Linked DNA regions of Macaca mulatta: all the other regions are linked to region 2. Evidence: chromatin contacts called from public Hi-C data. All regions are on one chromosome and are shown on one strand. The core of a region is the stretch at or near the end of the contact, and the rest is flanking DNA. Distances in the headings are between cores, read along the strand shown.

Evidence for each region. A called contact is a pair of places that touch in the nucleus more often than the background predicts.
Region 1: a Hi-C map of fetal cortical plate shows a contact between it and region 2, with 1.9 times the contacts expected there. The contact joins the promoter of USP3 here to the promoter of APH1B in region 2. A contact is called at or near these places in 2 of 14 Hi-C or Micro-C datasets (fetal cortex germinal zone and fetal cortical plate).
Region 3: a Hi-C map of liver shows a contact between it and region 2, with 4 times the contacts expected there. The contact joins the promoter of LACTB here to the promoter of APH1B in region 2. A contact is called at or near these places in 3 of 14 Hi-C or Micro-C datasets (CD4 T cells, blood and liver).

The regions. Positions count from the first base shown.
Region 1 is chr7:40,842,606-40,845,469 of T2T-MMU8v2.0, reverse strand. It overlaps USP3 (ubiquitin specific peptidase 3), which reads right to left and starts at 1,445. Exons shown (of 15, transcript NM_001266070.1): 1 at 1,238-1,445. The coding sequence starts at 1,328.
Region 2 is chr7:40,610,183-40,613,164 of T2T-MMU8v2.0, reverse strand. It overlaps APH1B (aph-1 homolog B, gamma-secretase subunit), which reads right to left and starts at 1,693. Exons shown (of 6, transcript XM_001105067.5): 1 at 1,562-1,693; 2 at 1-137. The coding sequence starts at 1,674.
Region 3 is chr7:40,454,817-40,457,636 of T2T-MMU8v2.0, reverse strand. It overlaps LACTB (lactamase beta), which reads right to left and starts at 1,405. Exons shown (of 6, transcript XR_003731268.2): 1 at 974-1,405; 2 at 500-566.

The DNA.
Region 1 (2,864 bases), core at 196-2,695, 230 kb before region 2:
GCCAGGAAACCGCAGTTATTTCTATTCCTTATCCCAGAGTATATTTTTCTCTGTGGACCTACCGATGTTTTTTCCAAGGACATAATCACTATTTAAGTAGTAAGCTGTCAAAAGTGCTAAGGCATTCTCTAAACTATCTTCCCAGCTCCGGCCCACAATGGAACATGTCACAGCTAAATCATACCATTGCCGTTTTTCTGTATTTCTTCAAATGAACTTAAGATTTTTGAAGTGCACAGTTCGAATTGTACACTATTAATATAACCCCAGATAGCAGTGATCATCTCAAGCTAATAAACAAAGACTAGCGGTGGCACCAGGGCCCTACCAGGAAGTAATCAAAGCCGTGTGGCCGGTGCGATCCTAAGAAGTCGCTTACAGCAGACAATGAGAGGGCACTGGGGCTTCCAAGGGGGCCAGCAGGAGGAGTTAAAACGCTTAAGTACTCAAAAGCCTTATATAAACCTAATAACTGTTTCACAACACAGGAACTCGGGAATCCCAACGCAATTTCGGACAACCCAAAAGGTCTGAAAAACAAACTCGAGCCGCCCCCTCCGAAGCAGCTGTTGGCTCAGCCTCCGAGCTTCTCAGCCCGCAGCCTGTTTTCAAACTTCACCCTTCCTGACAGATGAAAGACCCCGACCTCCGCCGCCCGAGCTCCGAGCGCCTCTCGGGGTTTCGAGGTGCCCGAGCCTGCGGAGAAGGGAAAGGAAACCCGGGCTGGGGTCGGCGGCGGAGAGGGGCCCCGCGCGCCCCGCAGCCCAGACAAAGCTGCGCCCGGAGAGCGGCGCTCTTCCCGTCCTGTCCGCGGAGGAGCGCGGTGCGAGCCCCGCCACACGTGCGGCCGCCCCTCGGGGGCCGGACACCCGCCCCACAGGCGACCCCGCGACACGGACGGGCACAGCCCCCGGCCACGGCAGGGCGGGGCAAGGGCGCGCGCAGCGGGCCAGGGTCCCCGCCCGCCGCTGCCCCCACGCGCTCGAGGCCTCCGCGGACTCCCGCCCCTCGCGGCCCTCTCCTTCGCTGGCCCGGCCGTCGGGCCTCGGGAAACAAAGGAGCCGCCGCCGCTCCCGCCCGCGCCCGCCTCATCGCATACCCTCCCCAGCCCGCCGGGCCCGGCTCGCCCTCGCCCCTCTCCGGGTCTGCGCGCCGGCCGCCTGCGGCCCCTAGACGGCAGGCCCGGCAGAGCCGGGGCCTCGGGTGCGCGGCGGGGCCGGCCCGTGGCCGCACTCACCGCTGCAGCACCAGGACGACGGGGAGCCGTTGGGGAACTTGGCTGCGTCCGGAGCGATGCAGACGCTGGAGCTCAGGTGTGGACACTCCATGGCCACGAGGAGGGCGGCTGGGAGGACCGCTGCTCCAGGACCCGGCGAGGTGGGGGCGGAGGAACTCCGGAGGCTCCGTCTGGGGTCGCTCCTAGCCGGGCGCTCGGCCGACGGCGGCTGCGTCTCGAGCCCTTGCGTCAAAGAAAGCACAGGCTTCCGGGCGCCGTGTTTTCTCGCCCGCCGTCTCCCGGCGGCCCGCTCCGTAGAACGTGTAACTCCGAGATCCGGGTTCTGCAGCCACCCCTAGACTGGAGGCTTCCGCCTTCCCAGGCCGGCCCCTCCCCGCCCCGCCCCTGGGCAAGCCCCGCCCCAGGGCCCGCCCCTGTCCACCCTGCGGGGTGGGGTCCCGGGGCGCTCCAGCTGGTGGCGCAGAGTCCGGCTGTGCTCCGAAGTGGCTTCCCTAGTCACGCCGCTTCCCCGGCCCCGGGAAGGGTGGGGCGCCGAGTAGGGCACCCCGGGCCGTCCGCGGCGTTTCCTGCGGTGGGCGGAGGAGACTGAACCTACGTGGTGCGGACCACTCCGTGGCTTCGTGGTAAAAATCCGGCAGCTCCAAGAACATTAAAACCTCTCGGGCAGACAGGCACTACGGCCCTCATTTTATACACGAAGAAACAAGCTGGGGAGGCCAAGGGCCTGGCCCCGGGGGAGGCGGGCAGCGGGTTTCATGGGTGCCAGGGCAGTCCAGACTTAGGGTTCGGCTCCTTGCGGCAGGTGCGATCCGTAGCCCTTTCTAGGTTCTGAACACGTGGTGTTAGCCAGCCACCTACATGCTGCGTGGCTGGGCCCACAGGGGCGCCCACAAACCCGCGTTCAAACCCTGTCACTGTGACTCACCATCTGCGTTACCTCCAGCACGTCGTAGGACTTACAAGCCTGGAAGTTCAAGTGAGATTAACGTAACCTGGGATTGCTGGGCAAGCTAAACTCCCCATTACCAGGCTAAGATAAGAAGGGAAGGGATCTAGCATTTGTTAGACACCTAAGGTCTCCCAGCCAGGCACTTCACATACCGCATTTAAGCCTCGTAACAGCCAACCAGCTGTTACCATTCCCTTTTTCCCGCGGGGGAAACCGAGTCTGTAACTTGTTAATCTGTATGGAGATTGGATCCCTGACCCTCTGACCTCTTTTTAGTAAGTGATTAGGGAAGAGGGCAAGCCTCAAGGGGCCCCTTGGGCTGGCATACCCTGGATGGAGCCTGCGATCTCACTGGGGCACTTGAGGACGTCCGGGGCTATTACAAATATTGCTTCCAAGTTGGGGCTCCTTGTAAAACCCGGCGAAGGAGCCTCGGGGCCAGAAGGCGAGCAGGGGGAGGGGGAAGACTGATGTGGCAATCCTGCGGCCACGGCGAGAGGAGGAAGGAAGGTCAGGAAATGATTAACCGGGCAGGGCAGTGGTTAGAGCCGGGCACCTCCCCGCAGTGCAGTCCTAGAGCAGCCAGGGACGCCCCGTCAGTCACTTTTCACTCCTCCCTACCTCCCACGCCACAAGTCGGCCTCTTCCGCATAGACCTCTGCCTAATGGTATCCACCC
Region 2 (2,982 bases), core at 444-2,943:
CTTGGATATAGACAGAGACAAACGCTCCAAAGATGAGCAGATATTTCTGTGTGGGTCCATCTTTGTTGTCAGTAATGACTCTTGCCATGAACCAAACAAGGGATGAAATCAGTAGAGACACCAACCAGAAGAAAGCTCTGAAAAATAGGGGAAAAAATGTTACAAGTGAACATCAGTACAGGATTAATAATGTTTAAAAGCAGGAAAAAAAAAATCTGCTTAAGAAGGAAGAGATTTCTTGACGTTTTAATAAGGAAAAAAAAAAAAAAAAGTCCTCATAGCGATGCTCTGATCAGTTGTTCTTAACGGTGCATTTTCCTTGGTGAGACAGACATGTCCAAGAGGAATGTTGAGGTTTCCCAACAATTACTCTTTTTTCAGTGACCCTGCTATTTGCAAGTACATTTGCAGACTCTATCTGCCAAGGGCTGTCTAGCTAGAAACTTGGTTATTTGTTATTCTTTCTAACCAATGCTCTGCCCACTGAAAAGCCAAAACAAGAAAATATACAACTGATTACTGCAATTTTCATATTCTAAAAACTTACAAGAAATTATGGATTTACTGGTCCGATATCTGCAAAGATAAGTATCTTTTCCAGAAAAATATCTACATCTCTATTAAAGTGATTGGTATAAAATTCAACTTGAAAACCTGTGTTCTGGTCTGGATCAGTATCCAAGCCCTCCAGGTCTTACAGCACCCCTGGGGATTCTAATGATTATAGCAAGCTTTACAGACCTTTCCCCAAGTCTCTATTGTTTTTTAAATGACACGCAACGAACCACTTTCGTTTGTGGGAGGTGAAGAAACGCAGAAAAGTGGGAATCACTGGCCTAGTGCGGTGCCAAGAGAGACTCATCAGGGGAGGGGGATGTGGTATGTGCAAGGAAGAGCCAGGTGATGACTGGGATGGGACAACACAGTCCGGTATTTATCAAGCTCCCACAAGGAGATGTACAGTCAGGTGCTTCGGTGTTTTTACAGGTTTCCAACCTTCGGCTGCACAACGGAACCATTCAAAAGGAGCTTTAAAAAAATTTTTTCTGAAGCCCGAATCCCATCCCCTAGACATTCTGATTCAACGGATCGGGGTGGGGGTGGGCATCGGCATGTTTTAAAGCACCTGGCCACAGGTGATTCTAATTGGCAGAGGTCGCGCACTACTATCCTAGACGCCAATGGTTCTTAACCCTTTGGGGATTACAGAAGCTTTTGAGAATCTGAGGGAAATTAGGGACTCCCTCTCCAGAAAATGAAGGATGCTGACGATGCATATATGAACTTATCCATAATTTTTTTATACAACTTTAGTGGCTTCACGGATCACTAAACCCTAGCCATGGGCCCCAGGCAAAAGGCCCTGACCCCCAGTGTGCGCTTCTTCCTAAGAGGGCGAGGCGCCTTTGGGGAGCGGGATCTCCGCTCTCCCCCTCTCAACCCTCCTCCCGTCCGAAACGCAACAAGGTCGAGCCGCGCGGTGGGGGCGCCGAGGGTCGCGGGTAACCCCGGCGGGGGAGGGGAGCCCCGGCGTCCGGGTTTCCCGACGCGACCGCCTCACCCAGCGATGAGGAAGATGACACGCAATGGATCGGTGGCGATGGTGAAGACATAGAGGGCGAGCGCAGGCCCGAAGGCAATGAAGGCGCAGCCGAAGAACACGGCCGCCGTCATGGCCACCGCGGAAACCGACCCGGGGGCCCGCTGGGTACGCAAGATGCTCCCGGCGCGGGCGGGGTTCGGTGGGTGGGGCTCGGGGTGGGGGGCTGAGCCGGACGCGGGGGGCGGGGCGGGGCTCGGGGGCGGACAGGGGACGGGGGCGGACAGGGGACGGGGGCGGGGCTGAGCGGGGCTCGGGGGCGGGGCACGTGGGGGCGGGGGCGGGGCACGTGGGTCGCGGGGCGAGGCGGGGCGTGGGGTTAAACGCTAGCGCCGTGGGGACAGGGCGGAGCGTGGGCTGAGGGTGCCGGGCGCAGGGGCGGGCTCAAGGCTGTGAGTGCGGACCCCCCCCGTTGGGCCCTCCGTCCTACCGGGTGTTCAGTAGCGCCAGGGCACGCCGCAGCTCCTGCTGCCGAAGCGGGCGTCCTTGGCGACGTTAGGGCCCGAACCATCGCCGCACCCCCGCAGATACACCCCGATCGGGTTCCAGTGCCGGCCGCGAGGTGGCTAAGAGAAAGGGAGCTCCCCAGCCCACCTTCGAGCCGCATGCACCGAGAACAGGCCGAGATTCCAAGTCAACTAAAGAGACTAAAGAAAAACGTAGCGCAGGCACAAGCAGGATTCCTTTTTAAATAGTGTTTGTTTGTTTGTTTGTTTGTTTAGCACGTTTGGATAGTTGCGGGAACTTCGTACTCCATCCTGTATAAAACCTAGGCTGGGATGGCAGTGACCCCGGCGATAACCCACAGATGGTAAAATGATGAAAGAGTGGTGGAAGAAGCTGCCCTCCTCAGGGCTGTTTTGGCCAAATGGTTTTTATTTTTTTCTCAAATCTTCAAAAAAGTTGTTTTTTCAGGCATTCTGTGACCACCCTACAAGCAATAGTAACATCTCCCTGCTCCGTCTTCTCACTGTCGTTCATTTCACTTGCTTATTTTTCTTCCCCGTTAAAATGCGAACTCCTGGGGGACAGGGAGTTTGCTTTGCTCTTTGTTGCTTCCTCAGCACCTAGAAGTTCACTAATATCTGTTCAGTAAGTGAAATAATTTAAAAAGTGGAAGTTATAAACACCTGTATTAATTTCTGAAAGGTTTAAAAATTAAAACGTAAGTTCTCTGATCATTCACATCCAAGTTAGATTTTTCTTTTATGTTGAATAAGAATAATGCTTCATCGGTTGTTTTGATCAATGTGCCTGACACAGGTAAGTGCTGTGTAAGTGTTAACCACTCCTACGTAATGCCCATCATGAATAAAGATTTTGGCAATCCACATTTTAAAAAACACCAGCAGACAGATGTTGGGACCTGACCGGTGTTTTGC
Region 3 (2,820 bases), core at 156-2,655, 160 kb after region 2:
AGAAATAAACAATTCTTAAGTTTTAAATTGCATGCCACTCAGAGTATTGTTGTGACTGTTCTATTTTATTTTTATTGTTAACCTCTTACTATGACTGATTTATAAATTAAACTTTATCATATGTATATATATATGTAAGAGAAAATATAGAATATACAGGGTTCAATACCATCCACGTTTTCAGGCATCCACTGAGGGTCTTGGAATATATAAGGATAAGGAGGGACTACTGTACACAACTTTCAGACCAATAAATTCAGTCCTAAGAGAAAAGTGGGAGTGGATAGAAGCAAGCCATCTTTATGACTCCAATTTATTAGTCACATTTTAAGCCTTACTGTGATTTAAAGACACCTGATTCTTTATTATGTTAGATGTTTTCTCCACAATATGCATCGTTTTAAGTAAATGCAATAGCATTTCATGGGATCCACTCTAACCAGTAAAACAATATTTTATTTACCAACTGGCACAGAACAAAACAATTTTCTGAACCCACCTTCTGACCAGACTTCTTTTCCATCTACAGAAACTCCAACCACTATGCCCGGTGCTCCCACCTCATCCTAAGACCGAAGGGAAAGAACTGACAGTTAGAGGCCTGCTGAAAAAAGCCCAGATCACTCCTCGAAGACCTTCCAAGGCCCCGCCCCCAGAGCCTGGGCCCCGCCCCCTCCAGCCGGGCCCCGCCCACCTCGTCCCAGGCCATGCTCACTCACTCACAGCAAGCGAGGTGCCTGTCCGCCTCCTAGGGGGAAGGGGCGGTCCCCGAGACAGGCGGTGACCTCCGCCCAGATTTGGGGAACCCCCAAGAGCGTCTGACCATGGCTCGGCGGTGGGGAAATGGGAAGTCTTTCTCGGAAGCCGATCGCGGGCACCCCGCCGCCCCGGGTGGGGTCCACTCAGCCCCCGACAGCACCGCCGAGAGGGGTGGGTCCCCGGCCGCCTACGTCCCTCGCCCCAGTGGCCGCACCTTGATCCTGTGCAGCAGGTCGCGGCTGCTCTCGATGGCTCTGGCGAAGCCCCTGGAGTGGGGCGGCGCTGGGGTCTGCGGAGACCACGGGGCGAGGGACTGCGCCTGTGGCGGCTCGGCCAAAGGGGACGCCTCAGGGTCGGGGGCCGCGGGGGACTGCGCCGGGGCCGCGCCCCTCAGCCCACCCGCCAGCTTCACCCCGAGCGCCAGCCCCAGCCCCAGCCCGAGGCCCCCGACCCAGCCGTGGCCGAGCGGCGGCAGCCCGGCGCGCTGATGGACCCCGCGTCGTCCGCAGCTCGAGGCCAAGCCCCCGGGGGCGGCAGCCCGGACAGTCACTGCTGACAGGAGCCGGTACATGGCGTCTCTGTACAGCCGGCCGCCACCGAACTCACGCAGACCCGGCCGGCCGCGGCTCGGGGCGGAGGGAAGGACAGGGGGCGGGACGGGGGCGGGGACCGCGGTCAGACCCTAGCAGTCGACGCCTGACGACCCGAGCGCCGATCGCATCGAGCCCTTCCTCCTTTGCCTTTTCTTGTCTCTTCGTTGTTTTTCCTATCTTTCTGTCTCTCTTTCCTTTTTTTTCCTTTGCTTACCCTCAGATCAAGCGTCACCTCCAAGAAGCCTTCCTAGTTCCCGTCCCATGGGCGTTCTCGCCCTAACCATCTTGCCCCTCAGTGTGCACACTTCCTTAACAACAGTTAACACTTTGTATCATTTAACTACTTGTCAGATTCCTTACCAGACTGGGACTTCTTTGGGGAGCCTAGAAGAAGTTTTGGATCCTCAACTTCTGGAACAGCGCAGGGCACGCAGTAGACGCTCAGCAGGCGTCTCCTTTCCCTTTAGAGATGCTTTTCTCCTTTCCTTTCCCTTTCTCCTTTCCTCTTTTCTCTCTCTTGCCATCTCCCTTCTTTATGTCTCATTTCAGCTCCACCCATTTCCCTAAAGCTGTTTTAAAATCTATTGCTTCTGGAATTCTAGCTCCACACCACACCAAAGATATGAAGTTACAAACAGACCTTTTATTACCTTTCACTCTTGTTGTCCAGGCTGGAGTGCAATGGTGCCATCTCAGCTCACCGCAACCTCCACCTCCAAGGTTCAAGCAATTCTCCTGCCTCGTCCTCCCAAGTAGTACCTTATCTCTTTCTGCAGCGATTTCTTTAGAAGAAGGAATGTTCTTCTACAGCTTCTTCTCGCCACAAGTCCTGTCTTACTATATCTCAGTTTAGTGTATGCTATTAACCACATTAACAAGCTAAAAAAGAAAAATCACATGATCATATCAATTTATGTGAACGTATCAATCATTAGGCAAAACACATTCATGACCGAAAAAACTCTTGGAAAAACAGGAATAGAGAAAAACTTCTTCAACTTGATAAAGAACTTCTAACAAAAAAATCTGCTAACATTATGTTTAGTGGGAAAGACATACGAAGCAAGTATGTCCACTCTAATCATTCTTATTCAACAAGGTGCTAGAAATGATATCGAGTGCAATAAGGCAAGAAAGAAAATTAAAAGCACACAGATCAAAAAGAAAGAGATAAAATTGTCCTTATTTGCAGATGCCATGATTGCTTACATAAACAATTTTAAAGGAGCAGGCACGGTGGCTCATGCCTGTTAATCCCAGCACTTTGGGAGGCCGAGGCAGGCAGATTGCTTGAGGCTAGGAGTTTGAGACCAGCCTGGCCAACATGACAAAACCCTGTCTCTACTAAAAATACAAAAATTAGCTAGGCATGGTGGTGCATGCCTGTAGTCTCAGCTACTCGGGAGGCTGAGGCACGAGAGTCACTTGAACCCAGGAGGCAGAAGTTGCAGTGAGTTGAGATCACGCC